Linked DNA regions of Mus musculus: region 2 is linked to region 1. The links are chromatin contacts, called in public promoter capture Hi-C maps. All regions are on one chromosome and are shown on one strand. Each heading gives the region's core, a stretch centred on a gene start, on an enhancer-like site or on the middle of the called end of the contact. The rest is flanking DNA. Distances are from core to core; before and after follow the strand shown. Region 1 holds the start of Prmt6 (protein arginine N-methyltransferase 6). Region 2 holds the start of Snhg8 (small nucleolar RNA host gene 8).

The links. Promoter capture Hi-C pulls out the DNA fragments that hold promoters and counts their contacts.
Region 2: a promoter capture Hi-C map of liver shows a contact between it and region 1, with 4 times the contacts expected there. The contact joins the promoter of Snhg8 here to the promoter of Prmt6 in region 1. A contact is called at or near these places in 1 of 39 promoter capture datasets (liver) and 1 of 484 Hi-C or Micro-C datasets (CD4 T cells).

Annotation. Positions count from the first base shown.
Region 1 is chr3:110,247,751-110,254,750 of GRCm38.p6, forward strand. It overlaps Prmt6 (protein arginine N-methyltransferase 6), which reads right to left and starts at 3,249. Exons shown (of 1, transcript NM_178891.5): 1 at 775-3,249. The coding sequence starts at 3,221. The coding sequence ends at 2,085.
Region 2 is chr3:123,504,708-123,511,707 of GRCm38.p6, forward strand. It overlaps Snhg8 (small nucleolar RNA host gene 8), which reads right to left and starts at 3,629. Exons shown (of 1, transcript NR_028574.1): 1 at 2,845-3,629. Snora24 (small nucleolar RNA, H/ACA box 24) reads right to left here and starts at 3,359; the gene lies at 3,230-3,359. It overlaps Prss12 (protease, serine 12 neurotrypsin (motopsin)), which reads left to right. Exons shown (of 11, transcript NM_008939.2): 10 at 571-851; 11 at 1,513-1,895. The coding sequence ends at 1,820. It also overlaps the pseudogene Gm9369.

The DNA of each region.
Region 1 (7,000 bases), core at 1,999-4,498:
ATCCCAGGTGTCTTCCTCCCAAAGGCTGTGGGGCTCCTTTGGATCATCTGGTACCCTGTGGCATACATTGCTCTTCATGTATAGCCATGTTGATACTGCCAGTGCCTGTGGAGAACAAAAAAAAAAGACCAATGAGTATTTGTTCTGGAGCACATTTTGTATGCATCAGATCGCTCTAGGTTTGCCTTTTGCACAAACTCAGCATCATGGTACTGGAAGCTTACTTCTAGGTTACTTTAATCACTTGTATCCCCAGTTCTCTATGGAGTGGTAATATTGTTTTCTCTGGTTTGCATGGGGGTGGGCTGGTTTGCCTTTTCTGGCTGTTTCCTAGGAACACCACTGTGCTTCCTGACTTTAGCTTCTGCTTCAGCTCCCAGAATTTCTAATTCATTTTTGAGAAAATGTAACTAGAATTTTGAAACTTTTTGCTCAGTCAAGAAAATCTAGTCTCCACTCACACCCTCCCAAGTTTTAACTGGATTTCCCTTGTGTCTTTTTTTGAGGGGTTGGAGGGAGGGTGGATATAGTACTTGTATTTACAGAATTATGCAGAAAAGGATTCCAGACATTTAAATACTACAGGAATTGCTATAGAAAGGCTAATCAAAATCACCAGCAATCACTATAGGCGAAAGCTTGATTAAAAACATAGGAGACCCCAAAGGAACTTTTTAAACCTCTAAACCAAGCATTTATAAAAGATGTTAAGTATTCTGATATCAAAATATGCTTGTTTTGTGAAACTGGTGGTTTTATATTTGTATTTTTCCTTCAAAATAGAGCCCCAGCAAATTAGTTTTAATACTTTAGCAATTTAATATACAATGTTTTTAAAAAGCCAAAAACAGAACCAAGGTTACAAAAAGTGAAATTCAATAGTACTTAAGAACAGCAGTTTTCCACACCCGTTAAGTCTTACACAGCTAGAGCTCAAAACCATGTTAATCATCATTTGAGCTGTTCTGAAGCTGAGTTCTGCAGGAGCTTTGACACCAAGACAAGTAGCAGCATTATAGTAAACTCACAGACCACACACAAAACGTCTAAAGACCTCAGCTATAAAAAGTGAGAATGCCGTTTTATTTGCCACAGAAAGGAGGGAAAGGAAATATGTGAAGTAAATGTGACAATCTGACTCACACATCATTGTAAGGGAGCTCCCCAAATGCACACTGTTCACAGTTGTCTGAACTAAGAAGAACTGAAGACAGGAACTTTTATTAGATTAGAGTGCTCGCGTTCCTTTCATACAGAATTAGACCTGTGCTTAAATAAAGCCAGCACAAGAGGTAAAGGGTCCGCCCTTGGGCTAGGTTCAGCAACCTTCCCTATCAGACTGCTTTACAAGAGTCACAAAAATATTTATATTATAAAACATAGGTTTTCTCGGCTCAGTCTTGAAAGTCAAAATAAAAATATTAACACCCCATCACTATTTCACTTTCAGACCTTTTCTCCTGTCACTCTCAGAATTGCCTAGGCAGGCTGTAAAATTAAGCCATTTTACTAAGGTTCATCAAATTTAGCACTCCGTGAATTAAGCGTAAGGAGAGCAGGGTTATTTAAAATACTTCTCCTGTGCCCCACTTCCTTACTAACAATATGAACGTTAGAATATAAGGAAGCACAGGTAGGCACTCAAGACTTGAGAGAATTCCAGCTGAAAGAAACAGCTTTAAAAATCATTCTGCAAGTTTCTGAAATGTAATCAGACCATGTTGCCTTTCTCCCAGTTTCATACTGATAGGGATGGGGAGGTGTCAGATTAGCTCGTGGACCAATTATAAAAAGATCACATTTATTGCCCCCCCCCCAACCCCGGCAGTTAAACAAAAGAAACAGAAATACAAGAGTTTCTTTATACTACATGCTTTCCAGGTTTAAAAGCCCGTTAGTAAGCACACTGCATCAGTCCTTGGTCAGGGATGCTCACTTTTAAAATAAACACTGCCAGAAGAATGTCCTCAAATGAAGACTGGAGCGGTGAGGTAAAAGAGACAGCTATGTCCCCAACTTGCATAGGCGATCTCCCTTTCTCTTCGGACCTTCCGAAGAAGGTGGAGGGGGAGAAAAGGCAACGCTCAGTCCTCCATGGCAAAGTCTTTGGTCTTTTCCTCATGGTCTCCCACTTTGTAGCGCAGAAGTATGCGCAGACGCCGGGGGTTGTCCGGGGAGGGCAGCAGGGTGATCTCTCCGGAAATGTCCGTATCTTGTTCCACCGGCACCGGCTCGTTCAAGTAGAGGAGCGCCTGCTTCCAGTGGGTGGCCGGGTGAAAAGGCGAGGTGGACAGCACCAGAGGTTTCTCCGAGTCCCCTCCGGGAAAGGTCACTTGAAACCAGACGGCGAAACCATGTAGAGGCGCGGAACCATAGCAGCTGCAGCGGAAGCGCCCGCCCACACCAGCCTCCAGCTCCTGCTCCAGGCCGGCTCGGGCCAGCTCGAGCTGGGCAAAGCGCTGCGGCCGGGCCAGCACGTCCTCTCCGGACAGATCCTGCACCACGATCTCCGAATGGCCCATGAGGCAGCGCGTGGCGAAGCTCTCCATGCAGCTCATATCCACGCCATAGTGCTGCTTCACCTGGCTCCAGAAACCCAGACGCCACTCGAGCATCTGGTCGCTAATCGGGGCCACGAAGAGCTCCGCGGAAGCTGGCAGGAGGAGACCGCCCTCCTTCAGCCATTTGGTCCGCGCGTGGAGCACGGAGCTCAGCATGGACTCGTGCAGAAGTCCGTAGCCCATCCACTCGCTGACGATGGCGTCCACTCGCTCCGGCAGCTCCACGGTCTCCACCGGGCCCGGCAGGACGTGCACGCGGTCCTCCAACCCGTTGAGCCGCACCACCTCCCGGGCCTGTTGCCAGATGGCGCTGGCCTCCACCGCGTACACGCGCCGTGCCCCGGCCTGGGCACAGAAGATGCTGAGAATGCCGGTGCCCGCGCCCACGTCCAGCACCGTCTTGCCTCGCAGCGCGGCCCAGTTCTTCAGGATGCCTAAGCGGTAGGCTTCGGTGCGGACCTGGTCGGCGATCATCTCCTCGTGGACCGAGACGTCGGAGTAGCACTCGTAGTACAGCTGGTCCCGCTCGCTCTTGGTCCTCCGGGGTCGTGGCGGGGCCGCCTCCTGCTCCCCGCCATTTTCCTCCTCGGCTCCCTCCCCTCCGGCGCCGGCGCCTCCGCTGTCCCCCGACTCAAGCTTTCTTTTCTTGCTCAGCGACATCTTGGCCCCGGCAGCCGACCCCCAGCATTCGTTGCGCGGTGCGGTGCGCAGGCTCAGAGTCCCCGGGGCCTGCTGGGATTCGTAGTCCGCTTCCTGCATCCCGCTTCCTGAGGGCAGAGGCTCAACCAGAGTCAATCTTGGCACACCGTTATTTTCCTCTAACGCCATGACAAGTTGTTCTCTAAGACCACACTATTTTCCCGAGATCCTTTCAGTTTTTGCCCTTTCCTTTTACCCCTTGTCAGGGTTCTCTAGAGTCACAGAACGTATGGGTAGCCTCTGTAGAGTAAGAGAATTTGTTGATGACTTACAATCTGTAGTCCCCAAAGATGGTCAGCAGCAGCTGTGAATGAAAATCCAAGGATCTAGCAGCTGCTCAGTCCCACACGGCGTCCTGGCAGAAAAAGTGAGTTTTCCTTCTTCCAGTGACCTTATGTAGGCCTCCCGCAGGTGTGTCCCAGAATAAAGGTGTGTATCACCACTTCCGGATCTGGGACTTCCTTTTCCCAGGCTGACCTTGAGCTTTTGTCTCAAGTTTCCTGGGATTAAAGGCATGTACTACCTTGCCTGAGGCTAAACTTTTCATGGCCATATGCCTCAAGATCTTCCTGCCAAGGCCGGGCGTGGTGGCTCACGCCTTTAAACCCAACACTTGGGAGGCAGAGGCAGGCGAATTTCTGAGTTCGAGGCCAGCCTGGTCTACAGAGTGAGTTCTAATACAGCCAAGGCTACACAGAGAAACCCTGCCTCAAAGAAAAAATAAACAAACAAAAAAACCTCCACTCGGTTCAAGTCAGAAACCTGTGTCTTTCAGCCTCAAGATCACAGGTGAGTGAGCCTTCCAATTCTGGACTGTAGTTCACTCCAGATATAGTCTAGTTGATGATAGCCAGGAATAGTCACTACACTCATTTTTACACATTCTTGATGTAGGCACACCACTTACAGCTACAAGTCTATGTTTCCCTCACAGGACCTCCCCCGCCCCCCACTACTGAATTATGTGGCACAGTTCTTGTCCCTTCTCTGACAGTTGTAACTCACCAAACTCTCTGTTCTAACCAGAGTTAGGATACAAAGAATATGTATGACGCAAAGTGAAAACCAAATAATACAAGATCTTGATTCTGAGTCCAAAGTGATCCCTGAGGTACGTTAAGCTCCAGGGCAAATACTGAAGAAGTGCTGTGGCCATGAAATGTATCAGCCACCACTGTGTCTCTGGAGAATAGTTTACTTGGTCTTGAGTCCTGTTCTGAAACTTCTGTAGTTCAAACTAAAGAACAATTAACATCAAGGGTATGATATTCTCAAACCCATTTCCAGTGTCTTTGGTGACCAGCTTATATATACACATACATACACTTAAATCTATGTATCTGTGTAAAAACACTTGCTTGGAGAAATGGTGAAACTCATCTCTTTTGACTTCTTTTCCAATGCAATTCACTTTTAAAAAAAATTCTGCTATATCTCCTTTTAAAGCCAGAATTGATACCCACAGGCTCAGTTATTTTATTTTTTCTGTTAGTCAAAAAGAAGCTTGGTTAACAATAAATTAATCTCTTCATTGGCCATAACATAAAAACAATAATTTAAAGAATGTGTACTGGTATCTGGAACAGGAGCAATGGACAGCACTGGCTGCTCTTCCAGAAGACCCAGGTTAGATTAGAATATCCACATGAATGCTCTCAGTTGGCTTTAACCGCAGTCCCAGGGGACCTGTTGCCTTCCTTTGGCCTCCAAGAGTATCAAGTATGTATGTGATGTCCAAACATAGAGACAAAAAAAATAAAATTAATAAATGTAAAGATGTTAAACTACTTTCTTATTAAGAATAATATTTTTCAAGCTTAAAAACTGATCACACAAAAGAAAATGGGCTTTTAGCGTGTGTGTGTGTGTTAAAAATACTTAACTACATTAAACTTCTAGGCAACAGAATTTCTTCCCCTTTTCTCTCTATCAGTGTCGCTAATGAAATTGGTTTATTAATGTGAAATCCTCAGCTGTACTTGTAATCTCAAGGCTCCCAGTCCTGGCTCATTAGAACCCTCCATGGAGCTTTATTGAAATACCCATGCTAGGGTCCACCTCAACCCAGCTAAATGAGAGCCACTCAGGGGAACTCGGGCATCTAGTTTTTAAAGCTGCTGGGGAATCATAATGTGAAACCAGATGATTATGGCTAATTTTGATTTAATTAAATCTTATATCATTATTTTCAATAGTCAGGGCTCAGCAACCTATAACTGAAAATCCATAAAATAGGTATTCTTCCTTTTTACCTTGGTTTCTTATCTTCCGTTAATGAAGTAACGCCTAGAAGAGCACATGAGATTAGTTATAAATGTGAGAATTTGATAACACACAATGAGCTTTCCCTTAGCCTATACTTCTCTTATTCTGATCTCAAACCGCCAGCTTCCCTTTTGGGTGTGTTTAGTGTTTCACTTTTGAAGAGTTAATTAATTAATTAATTAACTTTTGCTATTTTGCTTGTGTGTTATAGGATGCTTGTAGAGGTTAAAGGACAGCTAAGGAGGTTGGGGCTCTCCTTATAATGTGGTACTTGGGATCCAACTCCAGTTGTCAGGCTTGGCTGTAAGTGTTTGTCCTCCTGAGTCATCTCCCTGCCCCAGAATGTGTTTATTATAAATCCAATTTTTAATTTACTTCTTTTTAGTTTCTTGTAAAAAAAATCTTTAAATAAAAGTTTGTCAGTTCATCTACTTTTTCACACTTCTTACTACCAAAGTCCAATTCTACAGAAGATGAAGGTGTCTTTCTAGCCTGGCAGTCTCTGATGGAATCTTACTGCAGCTAGCCACACCCCCAACTAACCCATTCTCCATATAATTGCTAATATGGGTTTTACGAAAACCCATATAAAATCACATCATTAGCTTTAGGGGTTTTTCTTTCTCTGGCTGGGAGAATCAGGTAACCTCAGATTACTTCCCTTCCCAACCTATTCTTTCCCCTCCTATACCCTCCCTTCCCTTACCATGCCATCCTATCCTTTCCTATCCCACCCCTTCCCATCCTTTCCCTTCCCATTCTTTTCCACCCCATCCCTTCCTATCTCACCTCATGTCAGAAATTCTAACTCCTCTGGTATCAAGATATACTGCCCATTTATACCAATACATCTTTTCTGGGTCACATACTCAGGAATAGTCGAATTCTGGAAAAGAATTCTCTCATCACTTTACATCAATGGTTTCAATGTGATTGGCCTTTCTTAGTTACGTGGTGTCTGTTCACAGCAGTAAAACCCAACCTAATACAGAAGTTGGTACCAGGGATGGGGGTATTGTGTGATAGGCCTGACCATGCTTTTGTTTGGAAGAAAGTGGATTTTGGGACTTAGGATTTGGAAACCAGCAGAATGCTTTAAATGGGGGCTTAATGGGCTATCCTAGTAGGAATAGTGGGAGACTGAGAGTGATTTGAATTGTGCAGACCTGGCCCCAGAGGTTTCAGTGGAGAATTTCAATATGTGGCCTGCAAACTCTTTTTGTTGTATTTTGGTGACGAGTTTGGCCACTCTTTGCCCTGTCTAAAGAGTCTACCTGAGGTGAAGATAAAGAATCTCAGGTTAATTGCATTGACAAAGGAAGTCTCAGAGATGCCCATCATTGATTCTGTTCTCTGGTTAGGTCTTGTGAAGAGACTTTTAAATAAGTGTAGCAAGCTGAGAAAGGAAAAATATAAAATGTATGGTTCTAGTATTAAGGGGACACCAGGAAGTGAAATGGGGCTGAATCCTGTTT
Region 2 (7,000 bases), core at 2,379-4,878, about 13 Mb after region 1:
TATAATAGATTAGGCATGCTAAGACTAGGTGGTTGCAATATAAACATGAGGGGGGCTTCACGGAGGTGACATCTAAGTAAAGAACATATGGTGAGCATATGCTGACATAGCTTGCTTGCATTTGACTCTCAGTGGGTAATAATTGATGCTTCTTTCTAGGGATAAGATGGGCTGCACTAGCTCAGGGACAGAGGAGGGTTAGCCATGTTTATGACTCCATGCAGCAAAATGAACACGGCAAATCAGAACAGTGGTGGCGTGCTATACCGTGTTCCTGTTTGGTAAGCATTGCCATGCTGACGCTTTGTCGGTAATTTCCACTCACTCTCCACATTTACTGCCTCAGAAAATAGTTATCTAGACATATAGTGAAATCAGAAGACGTGCGAACAATGGGCTTCCAGGAGGGGACAGTGAGCTTGAAGGAAGAGAAATGGTAAGATGGCTAAGTTTGCTAAAGGACAGGATTTGAAACAAGATTGACTTGTTATAGTTTAACATTCCTAGCTGTTGATCATTGATTTTTCAATACCTGAAAAAAAAGCCTCACATTTGGCTCTCTCCCTTCAGGTACGGAAACAACTCGAGGAGCTATGCAGTTCGAGTTGGGGATTATCATACTCTGGTACCAGAGGAGTTTGAACAAGAAATAGGGGTTCAACAGATTGTGATTCACAGGAACTACAGGCCAGACAGAAGCGACTATGACATTGCCCTGGTTAGATTGCAAGGACCAGGGGAGCAATGTGCCAGACTAAGCACCCACGTTTTGCCAGCCTGTTTACCTCTATGGAGAGAGAGGCCACAGAAAACAGCCTCCAACTGTCACATAACAGGATGGGGAGACACAGGTAATTATAAAAACAAAGAAACAATCGAAGAAAACTTGACAGCATTTGGTCTGTTCATGTTAGGATGTGCAATGGTATGACCTTAGATCAGTGGTTCTCCATTGGTGGGTCACCTAAGACCATTGGGAAACACAGTTATAACAGTAGCAAAATTCGTTATGAGGTAACAATAAAAATAATTTTATGGTTGGGGGTCACCACCATGGGAGGAACTGTATTAAAGGATCGCAACATTAGGATTGAGAATCACGGCCTTAGGTGGGCTTAAGCTTAGATGCTTGAAGTCTGCCAAGTGTGAAATGTATACACACAGCCTACCTAGATTCACACCCTGGACTGTTGGTTTCCTACACTGTTGGTTCTAATTCCAAATTTTAGCACTAGCTGATGGAATTCAATTGCTAGGTGTACACTTATGTTTTTCCACAAATGACCTGACTAGATAAATGACACGTCATGTTTGTATGTGAAACTGTACGCAGTTTAATTCTGAAACATCCAATACTAGAGCCTTCTGCTACACAGCTAGCACCATAGCTACTTCTAAGTTAACAGCCATTTTGAAATGCCTTTGAAGGCATTATAAGACTACTAAACTGCTAAATGTGATCATTAGCTGAAATCCCATTGACTAACGCCAGCCTTCTTTTGGTCTGAGCAGGTCGTGCCTACTCAAGAACTCTACAACAAGCTGCTGTGCCTCTGTTACCCAAGAGGTTTTGTAAAGAGAGGTACAAGGGACTATTTACTGGGAGAATGCTCTGTGCTGGGAACCTCCAAGAAGACAACCGTGTGGACAGCTGCCAGGGAGACAGTGGAGGACCACTCATGTGTGAAAAGCCTGATGAGTCCTGGGTTGTGTATGGGGTGACTTCCTGGGGGTATGGATGTGGAGTCAAAGACACTCCTGGAGTTTATACCAGAGTCCCCGCCTTTGTACCTTGGATAAAAAGTGTCACCAGTCTGTAACTTATGGAAAGCTCAAGAAAATAGTAAAACAGTAACCATTCAGTCTTCATACTTGGCACCATGCCAGAAATGACAAGCCTGCGATTCCTTTGAATTTGAGAGAACCCAGTAGTTCAGGGGTACAGGTCTTATCCTTGCCTATTACAATTTTTATGTAAGGTGAAATTCTAGCAAATCTTAGTTTTAATTTTTAAATCTACAAAATTTGGGCTAGGAACCTTGATTAGGTGCCCACATTTAACCTTTTTGATCTTACCTACACTAAGACCAGCACATCATTTTCTTAAGTTCAAATCTTCACTATCAAAATCATTTCTCTAGAACAGTAGGCAGATGTCAAACTTGAATTCTGCCTTTTGAACCATGAAAAAGTACGCCATCTACTGGTACCTTCAAGTAAGTTCAGATCTCCTGAGACTAACCTGACAAATGTTTTAAAGAGGCTCTCCTTATGTACCAGAAAGCCTAACACATGAAATGGCAAGCAGTTAAGAGGCCATACAAATTACTGACCACTTGTGGAACCATGACCTTACAGCAGCCCTTTTTAAATAGGAATGAAGGCCCAGAGACATCTGGTGGGAATTTGGATCCCAATAATCTCTGTGCAGAGGAATCACCCCCTGGTTCCTAAGCTTCCCTAAATAAGGCCTATCATACTCTTGAGTGTGAGTCTCAGTACCTCAAATCCCAGACACAAAAGCCTCTAAGGTCACAAGTATCCCCTCAGCACCTGTCACAACACACCCCCTAGCTGGTGTTACATACTTGGCTTCTGGAGATTTGAAGTTGAATGGCACACACTAGAAGGCTTGGAGAGCAGCAAGCAAAAGATACTTTTCATTAAGGGCAACCGTCTGTGGCTTATTAATCACTCATGTTCCAAGCCAACATTTATCTTGCACCTTTGTAACAATCAAACCTATCTTCTTTGGAAGCCTAGTTAACCCAGTTATTTCCTGCGCAAATGTCTCCTGTATCGTTAACTCTTAATTCACACAACCTCCAGAAACAGGACACAGTCTTATTACACACCAAACATCTTTTATTTAATATAAAATATTCAATTTTCAAAAATTAAAAGCGAAGATTCCCTGTAAGTTGACCAGAGACGATCTCAACCACTACAGTACCTGCAAGAAAAAAAAAAAGGCCCATTACAGAATATCCGTGACTATACTACGGGCTGTTTACTTATGTTAATGTCAGCACAAGAGCAAACTTCACCCTAACAGTAAAGGCCCACTCACTACCCAGAACCGCGAAAACACCACAAAAATGAATCTTACCTTAACACTTCCTCCACTGTTCAACAGCAACGGGTCCCGGCGTTTCCTAGAAATATTTCAATACTAGTTTAGAAAACTGAAGTCCATTTTTCTAGCGTCGTGTAGACTCTTACAATCTTAGAATGTCACTTGCTCAAGTCAGAATCTGGTACCAATGAAATGGTGACAGCTTTGCCAATAACAAGAACATGCTCTTCCATGGCTAGGAAGGGAGACTGCCACAGGCGGCAGGTCCCAAAGATACATGGAGTTTCACAGCCCAAAAATCTAGTGTAACCCCAGAGGTGTCACTCACCATCCGACCCAGCGGTGGCGAACTTGCGTCACGCCGCCCAACACCGTATCGGCTTTACATGGTGGTCGTCGCGCTAACCTTCACGGCGCTCTTGCAGAGTTGATGGCTTTCGGCCAGCACCATAGCCACCTTGTGTCTCCCGCATCTCGGCCACTCACAAATAAGGCCCAAGATATCATCCCCACCATACAACTACATACTCGTAGGCGGATCGCAGCCAAAGAGACTTCTGAACGGTGCGCGCACGCTTTTATAGCCCGGGTGACGCTCTCCCAAGAGCCTGCGCGCGAGGGGCGGGGCTTTCCCGCCCATTCCGAGCTCTCCCGCGCCTCGTCACTTTGATTGGTGTACAGGCGGCCCGGATTCGATGCGTGCGTCACAGGAATGGGCGGGCTGTGGAGGTGGGCGGGGAAAAGCCGAGCTGAAACCACAGTTCTCGCGGTGTCAGAAGTCTCGTGGCTGAAGCTCTGGCGGTGCGCGCGTTTTCTCTTCTTGGCTGCGTTCTTCTCTGGGACCCAAAGTCTAAGGTCCCTTCGTTGCCGCCTCCCCCGGCATCACTTCCTATGGCGCCGGCCCTTTGTCCCCGAGAGCTGTTGGCGGCTCCTCTGCCCCCATCGGGGTTGATGGTTCCGCTTGCGCCCTTCCGCTTGCCCTTTTGATCTGATCTCACTTTTGCCCGACACAGCGCGCCGGAAGGTTTCTCGAACCGGGAGAACGGGAAGCCTGGGCAGTGCGAGCAGACCCGCCCGGCCCTCGGCTTTTCCGGGAGGAAGGCATATCTCACTCCCGCGTGCAGCCCGCTATGAGACAGAATAGAGGGCCTTTAGTGATGGAGTATGGAGATGACAGTTGTCGTCATGGAGAATGTTAGTTAGAAAGCTGTGATCATTACAGGCTGGGAAGGGTGCGGTTAGGGCAACACCGTGCAGGAGTCAGTAGGAACGAATTCATTGGAGACAATACTCGCATTTGAAGGACCTAGAGGGGTTCGTGAACCTCAGCTCGCTCACCCACTATCTCATTTTACTTAAAATAATCACTACTGAATTGAAAGAACTAGTTCATCATAAGGCTCAAGTAACCGCGGCGCGTTGCCCAAACATTTCATTTACATTCTGGATGGTCTTCTGAGGGTGTCCTTAAGAATGGTCTGTATTAGTCCTGAGCTGAGAAGTCCGAGATTAAGGGCCTTCCTTCTCTGGCCAGTAGATGGTAGCCTGCATCTTTCCGTGGGTTTTTCTTTTGTGCCTGTCTGCACCTGTCAGGTTTTTTATTTTACAAAATGTAGTTTTGTTTTTATGTTACTCTGCTGTTACACAGGGCATAACATTTTCATAAGGCTTTTTTGGGGACTACAGTCAATGATTAGCAAACAACTCTCTAAAGAACAATCACTGAACCAAATGGATACCCTCTCACATGTACACAAATTTGCATGGAAAAGTACTAACATTACTTTAAATTGCAATGCACTACATTTTCCATATCTTCGCAGTAATACAAAACACAGTCGCTTGTAGAACCGGTTCAGATTACTTAAATACCAAGTGTGCTGTCAGTCCTCTACTCACGTGTCTGGAAGTTACTCGTGTTTACATGAAATGAAGCTATTGATACTTTTCTACAGCAGTAACTGCACACCAGGAAGGAGGAGACAACACAAACCAAGGGATGGAGTTTCCCCAAAGCTGCAGTGTGAAAAGACTATATAAACAGTTGATCCCATACACACGAATGGGCTTTCTTGCTAGAGGAAATCCAAGTGGAATAAGGAATGGAGATGTAAAAAGGTCTTCTTGAGGGGAAGGGGGTTGGTGCCCTGGATGCCTTTAGTTTTCGGCCCCCTCTGCTGCATCACATTCTTCTGCACTGTCTGATGTCCATAATGTTAAGTTGTCTCTAAGCAACTGCATGATAAGGGTGCTGTCTTTGTAGGAGTCTTTGTTCAGTGTACCAAGCTCTGTGATAGCCTCATCAAAAGCCGTTTTAGCCAGTGTGTAGGCAAGCTCTGGATTATTAAGGATCACAGAGTAAAATACAGGAAGGTTAAGAGCCAGCCCCAGGCGGATTGGATGTGTAGGTTGCATCTCTTTCTTGCTTATATCAAATGCCTCTTGGTAGGCTCTTTGGGAATTTTCTATCATTTGTTTTCCATCATCGCCACAAGCTACTTCAGCAAGATCCTGGAAATAATCTCCATTCATTTTCAGATAGAAGACCTTACTCTCTGGATTAATTGCATTGGCTATTAAATACTTACCCAACAATTCCAGAACCGTGATGCAGATGGACCTCAGTTCCAACTCCACTTTCTCCTGACAGTCCTTGGTCAGCTGCAACTTCTTGTTGGAGGTGTCGGTCTTCTTCTCAATGCTCGAGATGACCATCCAGGCAGACCTGCGGCCCTCAACCACGTTCTTGTAGGCCACCAACAGCACGGTCTAGTAACCTCATTCCAAATACTACCATGTTCAGAGAGTAGGGGCTACGATTTCAACATAAGTTTTGGCAGCACATCATGTCTTACTGAACATTTTTAATGAACCAGACGTTAACCATTGGGCTAGGTAGCTGGAATGGAATAGTGATAGTTTATGTCCTTGTATATTCCTGTCTTTTGGCCAAACTTGTTTTGTCTGAAATGGAACTTTTAAAACCTGCCTTTGGCATGTCCTTCTGTTTGTGTTCTTTTCTGTCCTTGTTGCTCTCCCCTCACCACATCTCTTATCATCTGTGGAAGTTCTTTTCAGCTTTCAGCGTTTTGGTCAAGTGTTGTTATGAAAACCTTCATCCGTACAAGTGATTTTGATGTTTGCATTTTCTCCTGGGGAAGTGCTTGGAGGGAAGACTCCAGTGAGCACTTGTGGTCATGGCAAAGTGCTTTGAAGAGCACAGTACGTATTTCTGAAACGGAAAAAAGATTTGTTTTTAGGGTTTGAGATGTTACTTCATTTCTGAGTGCTTACCTAGCAGCACGAAGCCCTGGGACCAGCGCCCAGCAAGGCATACAGTGGGCACGGTGGCACGGGCCTGTAACCCCAGCAAGGCATACAGTGGGCACGGTGGTACGGGCCTGTAACCCCAGCAAGGCATACAGTGGGCACGGTGGCACGGGCCTGTAACCCCAGCAAGGCATACAGTGGGCACGGTGGTACGGGCCTGTAACCCCAGCAAGGCATACAGTGGGCACGGTGGCACGGGCCTGTAACCCCAGCAAGGCATACAGTGGGCACGGTGGTACGGGCCTGTAACCCCAGCAAGGCATACAGTGGGCACGGTGGCACATGATGGCACGCGCCTGTAACCCCAGCAAGGCATACAGTGGGCACGGTGGCACGCGCCTGTAACCCCAGCAAGGCATACAGTGGGCACGGTGGCACGTGCCTGTAACCCCAGCAAGGCATACAGTGGGCACGGTGGCACGGGCCTGTAACCCCAGCAACTAGTGGCTTTCGGGTTGGAGTTTTGTTTGACTACCTATTAAGTTAATGGACAATTTAGGGTACATGAGACCCTACTTCAAAACCACTATTTTTATTTATTTTTTTAGTTTAAAACCTTTGGGATAGGGGGCTGGAAATGTAGCTTAGTGATGA